Regions from separate parts of the Hordeum vulgare genome. Here region 2 is linked to region 1. Evidence: chromatin contacts called from public Hi-C data. All regions are on one chromosome and are shown on one strand. The core of a region is the stretch at or near the end of the contact, and the rest is flanking DNA. Distances in the headings are between cores, read along the strand shown.

Region 1 (3,487 bases), core at 727-3,226:
TGTACTTTGGGGAGTGACCTCTCGTAGGCTTGTACATACAACTTCTTCTATCAATGCATTGAGACACAAGGCTTTTGAATTTCGTCTAAAAGAACTAACAAACCAGCAAAAGAACATATTTTTTTCTTTCCAAAACTCCTGTTTACCATCATCTATTTAAAAAAATTGCCATCCAAAGAGCCCTCAGAGGTTTATCAAGCAAATGCAAAAGCAGAAAAGAAATGCAAGTGGCCTCAAACACATTCTTTCAAGGTGGATTCTCAAGCAACGGAAATAACCAAATTGCCTAAAATAGTTTGCGCACAGGATTACTTATCATGATAATATAATTAATGAATTAGTGCACACACCTTAATGTGATCCCAGTCCATGTTAACAACAGCAAGCCTATGAGTTTCCTTATCAATCATAGGTGTATCATCATGCCTCGCCATCAAGTAATGAGCAATGTCACTGCCAACAGAGCACTGCAGAAAAAAGATAGCAGGAATTATAAGGAATGCAAGAAACATGTATCTCTTGGCGACAAGAGAAATACAGCTAGTAAAGTGTCCCATCAAGATAGTTTAGTAACCATACGGAAATCCTAGAAATAAAAACACATAACCTAAGAGACCCGTACTGGCAGGCAATAAAACCAACCATGCAGTAAGTTGCAGAAAAAAACCCAGTATATAAGATCAAGAGTCGCAGTTTGAAATGGTTCTTGCAGTCAGATAATGAGATGCATGGCTTACAGAAACACACAACTCTCTGTCTCTAACAAGCATCTCCCAATAAGCTCCACGTTCCACAAGAAAAAAATAACACTACAGCAAGCACAAACATACACCACAAGTTGAAGAAATCCCCATAACTGTAACCTCCATAGCTGGGATTAAAACAGCATCTGTGCTATCCACATGAAAGATTGAATTAAACAGCACATATCAAACAATTACAAACGACCAACCGGACCATACATCTCATATATCAACATAAGGACGTGCTTTTATAGTTTTATTCTCTCCCAATTGACAAGCGAGAGTGGAGAAGGATGCAACCTTTATAATTGCAGAGAATGATAATCAAACGAAAATTCATAGAATTGGATGGGAAACGTCACCTCGTCATCGTCATCGTCCTCCTCCTCCTCCTCATCATCGCTGCTAGAACTCTCTTGTTCAACTTGCTCATCCTCTTCTTCCACCTCATCGTCCTCATCTTCTTGGACCAGCTTCACTTTCTCCTTCTCTTTTTCCTTCTCATCCCCCTCCTCTTGTTTGAGATAGTAATGCAGCATGGGGTTCTCCTTGGCGCCCTTCTTGCGGCGCCTGCCGCGCTTGTCCACGGGCGCCTCCGACGAAGCGAACATCGGGTTGGTCAGCATGCCGTTGAACCTCGAGTCCAGGGCGACCTTCGCCTCCCTCCGCCGCATCGGCCTGAACCTCGGGTCGGTCCGCGCCGCCGCGAACCGCTCGTCCTCCATCGCCCGCTTCATCTTCTCGTCTCCCCGCTTCGCCTCCGCAGCCCCCGCCACCATAGCCTCGGCCTCAGCCCCAGCCTTCTTCTCCTTCTTGGGCTTCTTGCCGTGCTCCTTCCCCTCCTGCCCGCCCTTGTGCTTGCGCTTGGCGTCGTCGCGGAGAGACGCTCCGTCCGCGGCGGGACGCTCATGCTTATCCTTCCGGTGCTTTCTCTCGTCTTTGGAGTTGGATTTCTTGACCTTCTTTTGACCCTTGAGGTCGACGGAGTCGGCCGTCGGCGCCATGGCGGCTGCTCCTAGGGATGGAGCGGCGGTGGCGAGGATGTGCAAAGGGTATGGAGGGTAGCCGGAGTAACGAACGACCTGGACTATATGGATCCTACGTGGGCCGAGGTGGACTACACAAAGATCTGGCCGATAAATGACCGGCACTTTGGCCCATGTTCACAAACAGGCCCCACATGTCAGCAGAATGGTGGTGTCCACTTGTTTATGAGCCACCCCCTCGCTGTACGTCTGATCCAGGCATCATCAATTCGCTAGACGTACCACGACTCATTACGCCCAATCTCACCGGTTTGCCCCATCGCCAAGCCTTCCGCGGCGTCATCGACGTCGCCATCGTCTCGCCGGCGTCGGCCGCTGGGAGAAGATGGCGTCGGCGCTGGACGCGCCCAACCTCGACGATTACCTCCCCGCGGACTCGCTCCCGCAGGAACCCCCCAGGAGTCTCACCCTGTAATAGCCCTAACCCCTGCCACCGCGCCTCGCTTGCTTCTCGATCTCGCCCACTTGATTATCGATTCCAGCCAGATTGTTGAGGCATTTGATGCGGTTTTTCAGGCGCGATCTTCTGGACATCTCGCCAGTGCTCACCGAGGCAGCGGGTGCCATCGTCGATGTGAGTGCTTTATCTGATCCTTTTACCTTCTCTCTCGTTTCCTGTGGGAATGTACGAGGTCAGTAGTCGTTTCTAGGCTTATGATCTGCAAGGTTTAGGATAACGAGAAACGGGCCTCTTTCACCTCTACTATTTGGTGGAAAGGTGTGTAGGAATTATAATTTTGATTTACAAATGTTTAGTCTGTGTGGTTGTGGTTCAGTTCGTGTAGGATTCTAGCATGTTGCTATTATATGGATGTCCTGTCAATTGCCACCTTGATTTAAGACCTCTTGACCTTTTGAGGGTTAGCTTGTTGTTTACTGCCATTATATTACCTGTATATGGCTATTCTACTCAACACATCTCTAGCTGTAGTTTAAGTATTTGACTTAAAATAGTGAATGATCCTGGACTAGATAGAAAGCAATACGGTCAGTCATTTGAAAGACTGTTTTCGTTTTTTCTGTTTATCTAGGAGGAGGTGTTTTGTTATATTTTCCGATTTTTTAACTCTTGAGAATTGCACTGTTAGTATTCACCGTTATGCAATTTTGAAATATTTATTATGAAGGCTTCGGTCTGGCTGAGTGAGCCACTAACTTAAGACTTAGATTATGCGAACACCCAATTGATAGGGCTAACACGTTTCTCCCGCTAGAACCACTGGTGCTTGGATGAGTATTCCTTCGATATAGTGATTGTATTGTAGATTACAGAAGTTCTTCCCATTGTTAAGTTCAACTTTCCGATCGGATGAAAAATCGTCTAACTGCTGATCTTTTTGTTTTGCTCGATAAAGTCAACTTTTTACGAAGTGATGATAACCCAGTAGTTAGTACTGTCACAACTCCTCCTTAGTGGTTGTTTGGATATAGGGAATTAGATGTGAGATTTCAGAAAACGAGTTTTTGGAGGATTTTTAGTTATTCTGTTAAGGGCAACTCCTACGCGTGACCCCAAACGGACATCCGTTTTGTCCGAATTTCGTCCGTTTGGGGTGGCAAAATGGACGCCCATGTTTGGTTTTGGTCGTCCGCAGGTCGGGGCACCTAACGTGCGTCCGCATCCTAAACCTGTCTGTGTTGGACTTAAAATAAAAAAAACACTTAAAAAGCATTGAAAATAAAAAAACATTGCAAAAT
Region 2 (3,730 bases), core at 644-3,143, 700 kb after region 1:
ATCGCAGAAACGTGAAGATGGTGGGCCTAGACTACGACATTGGAGGCTAGTTCGGGGGCTACTAAGGGAGTCCGGGACTAAGGGGTCCTCGTGCCGCCTATCTATGGGTCGGACTCCCGGGCCTGTTCGGTCATCATTAGAAGTATGAGAATCAAGATGGACTCTTTCGAAGACTTGGCGTACGATCCAAGGCAACATAGTAATCGGCATATTCCTTCCCTATTGTAACCGACTTTGTATAACCCTAGCACCCCTGGTATCTATATAAACCAAGGGTCATAGTTCGTAGGACACATTAAGCTCATCATGATTAGGGTTTAGACAACAACATCTGATCTCGAGGTAGATCAACTATGTACTTTGTACTACTTCATCAATACAACAAGAGCAGGGCATAGGGTATTACCTCCATCACGAGGGTCCGAACCTGGGTAAAACATCATCTCCTTCGTCTCATATTACCCATCGACCCAAGGTCCGTAGTTCAGACCCCCTACTCGAGATCAGACAGCTTTGACACCGACAACGGTCACCACTCCACCTATCTATCTCTCACTCTTCCTCCAACCCATCGACATGAACTCCGGTAGCAAGTCGAACCCCAACCCCATCTTCAACCCTTTTCCCCTGGGGCATTGGATGGAGGGCATTCTTTCTAGGGTGCTCACTCGGTAACCGTACCAAGTTTGAGAACAACATGGAAGTGTGCTCAAACTTCAGTAGCATGGAAGAGCTGCACAAAGAGTCAGACGTTGTGATGAAGAAGGACACGTCGGAGGAGTTGAAGACATTGATTCCTGACCCAGGGAAGGGCGCTATGTGAGTCGACAAACTTCTTTGGGCCATGAATTAGGCCGACTCCGGCGACGTTGGACAGAGGGCAAAGTGGGCCAAGTAAAGATAGTACCGGCGTCCTCATGATCATCGTGCGACAGTGTACTTCACCACAAACACTATGGTGGTGCCATTGGAGGAGGATCATGAACCGATGGTATGAAGGTGGAAGAAGATGCTGTGGCCATGATTGTGAGGGTGCGGAACGAGGGCACCGAAGCATGCCCATCGAGCTGGACTCCGATGAGGAAGAAGAGACGAAGAAGACCAAGACCAAGGCCAAGGCCACCCGCCGCTCCAATCGCCTCTGGGGTCCCCGAGGATAAGATCTGTGCGTACCGTGTAAGATGAACCCTAATCGCATCCCTATTGTACTCAATACGGATCGGGAACTTCATATTTACCGCTAGCCATGACGATGCTATGATACCCCGATTCCCCGTTCCCTAACGCGGATCGAAACTAAACCCGAATCGAATGCAAAGTAGTAGGTGCGGAGGGGAAAAATTGCTTACCGCCATTGCCGAAGTGTTGCATCACGGATGCCGGTGAAGGTGACCGGAGGTCGACTTGCTGTTCTCCGATCTGCTGCACACTGCCTTCGCCGTAGGTGAGTGGAGAGAGGGAAGAGTAGAGTGGGGAGAGAGATCGATGAGCGTAATAACTGCCATCGCTTCGGGAAGCAACGTAGCTTCTCGGGTGGCTCCTCGCGTGTAACCCTCACCGTCCATGTGGCTCGATAGGGCCTCGCTTGCGAAAAACTGCCGATTCGAACAATGCCTCATGAGACAGACCCAAAACTGCTTTAAAGTTCATGTGATGTAAATTTAATAATATATGCTCACAATCAATCAATCTGTTTTCTTCTCGCAGGGTCCAAGTTCTGATTAGACCCTACAAAACAAACAAGCCCTTGAAAGCAAGCAACAACGACGGTGTACCCTGTTTTAGAAGAACCCGTTTCCCTCGTGCTCCATTCCCGACTTCGGCACACGAACACCGACAAAGTGGCTGCCACAAAGTAACTAACCCGAATAATAATATTCAGCCAACTGACGGTGGAGAAGGGCAGGCTTTGCGGCCTAAAGAGGGGAGAGAGAGGAGAGGAAAAGGGGGGCAAGGCAAGGAACCCAGAGGCGTCCTCCTCCGCCCGTCTATAAATTCCTCTCCTTCCCTCGTCTTTATATAGGAGGCATCAAACCCAAAGAGGAGGAAGAACACCAAGGACTCACTACCAGGCGCCTCTCCGCGATCCAAATCTTCCCGGGAGAAGTTCTTGGCTGATCTCTTCCTCCTCTACCGCCTCCGAGGGTATGCCCCCTGCACCGTGGTTCTTGCTTCATCTCTATGGCCTGTTGTTGATCTGCGGTTAGTTCTGTATAATCAGGATCCCCTTCTGTGGTGAGGATCTGTATGGTTATAGATTGATCTTGACTTGCGATCCTGTTATGCTCTTCCGTGCTTCTTTCTTAGGCCGTTTAGGGATTCATTTAGGGTCGAGCCGGGTAGGTATTCTTGGATCTTGTTCTCTTTCGACACCTATTCATAAGGTCGTGTGTTCTTATATATACTGTACAATCGCGTATTGATTGTGATATCTATGATGTTTTTCTAAAGAAGATTAGAGATTCCAATCCTGATGCTATTTTTCTGCACAAACATAGCATGATTAGCTCAATACAGGTATTTTCATTTCGTAGAAACATCTTTTTGAGCAAAGGGTATAAATTTGTCAGGACAACTAAATTATGTTAAGACCAGCACTGCACATGCCTGTACATATTAAGACATGCTATTTGTGATTTTGAACTTGGAAGAAACCTTTTTTTAGGAAAAACTCGCAGTATGTACTACCTAAGAAAATCTGAAGGAAACAACGATCATAAAGGATGATAAAATTCACATATATAAGAAAACTGTAAATAATGGTAGAAGACATCAAAGCTCGCCGCACGAATCGTGCAGGTTGCTCGACTAGTTTTGGAAAATTGTTCAGTAATCATTTAGGTCCAATAAGAACAGTGCTGATTGCTTGTGGTGTAAGGCATCAGTTTGGCTTTGACTGTTGTTCCTTGGTTTCTGTATAGAAATACCTCACTGATTCGATGATTTTATCTTTCTTTAATTTAATTTAACTGTGCAAAATAAGTACCTCTGATGCAAATTATTTTGTCAGTGGTCAAAGCCATGGACTGCTTGCTTGTACAAATGAGAAATTATGAGGCTGTCATTCACCTCTCTGTACCGCATGCCCTAATGATTCATTTTCTTACTGTGTACAGTTCTTGGTGTAGCTTTTGCCACTCTCACCAGGAGTTTTCATGTCTGATCTCGACGTTCAGATCCCAACTGCCTTTGGTATGCCTGTCGTTTTCCATCCCAAGTATACTTGAAATTGCTTGCATTGTTTGGAGTGTCTTGCTTAATTGTTTTGCTGCTACATACAGACCCCTTTGCCGAGGCGAATGCTGGGGACGCTGGTGCAGCTGCCGGATCAAAGGACTACGTGCATGTACGCATCCAGCAGCGTAATGGTCGCAAGAGCCTGACCACTGTCCAGGGTCTGAAGAAGGAGTTCAGCTACAGCAAGATCCTCAAAGACCTCAAGAAAGAGTTTTGCTGCAATGGTACAGTTGTCCAGGACACAGAACTTGGACAGGTGTGTTGAAACAACGAGCAAACTAACTCGTTATCCCTTACCATGTCCATTTTTTTCACAATTTTCTTGTGCAAGCCAGTTATCTTGATCATTGCTGTTGTTTTCCGCTTTAGGTCATTCAACTCCAGGGTGATCAGAGGAAGAACGTCTCAAACTTCCTTGTCCAGGTAAACACTTTTCTCCTTGTCTTACGCTCGGTACAGCTGCAGTTGACAAACATGGATGAAGATGTCTAAT

The links. Hi-C and Micro-C count contacts between places; a contact is called where the count stands out from the background.
Region 2: a Hi-C map of seedling shows a contact between it and region 1, with 3 times the contacts expected there. The contact joins the promoter of LOC123425842 here to the promoter of LOC123425835 in region 1. A contact is called at or near these places in 2 of 6 Hi-C or Micro-C datasets (leaf and seedling).

The regions. Positions count from the first base shown.
Region 1 is chr2H:201,410,438-201,413,924 of MorexV3_pseudomolecules_assembly, forward strand. It overlaps LOC123425835 (glycerol-3-phosphate acyltransferase 9), which reads left to right and starts at 1,977. Exons shown (of 13, transcript XM_045109577.1): 1 at 1,977-2,200; 2 at 2,306-2,363. The coding sequence starts at 2,115. LOC123425834 (pre-rRNA-processing protein ESF1-like) reads right to left here and starts at 1,803. Exons shown (of 7, transcript XM_045109575.1): 1 at 1,106-1,803; 2 at 351-467. The coding sequence starts at 1,747.
Region 2 is chr2H:202,109,177-202,112,906 of MorexV3_pseudomolecules_assembly, forward strand. It overlaps LOC123425842 (protein translation factor SUI1 homolog), which reads left to right and starts at 1,894. Exons shown (of 5, transcript XM_045109586.1): 1 at 1,894-2,145; 2 at 3,117-3,192; 3 at 3,282-3,493; 4 at 3,607-3,660. The coding sequence starts at 3,156.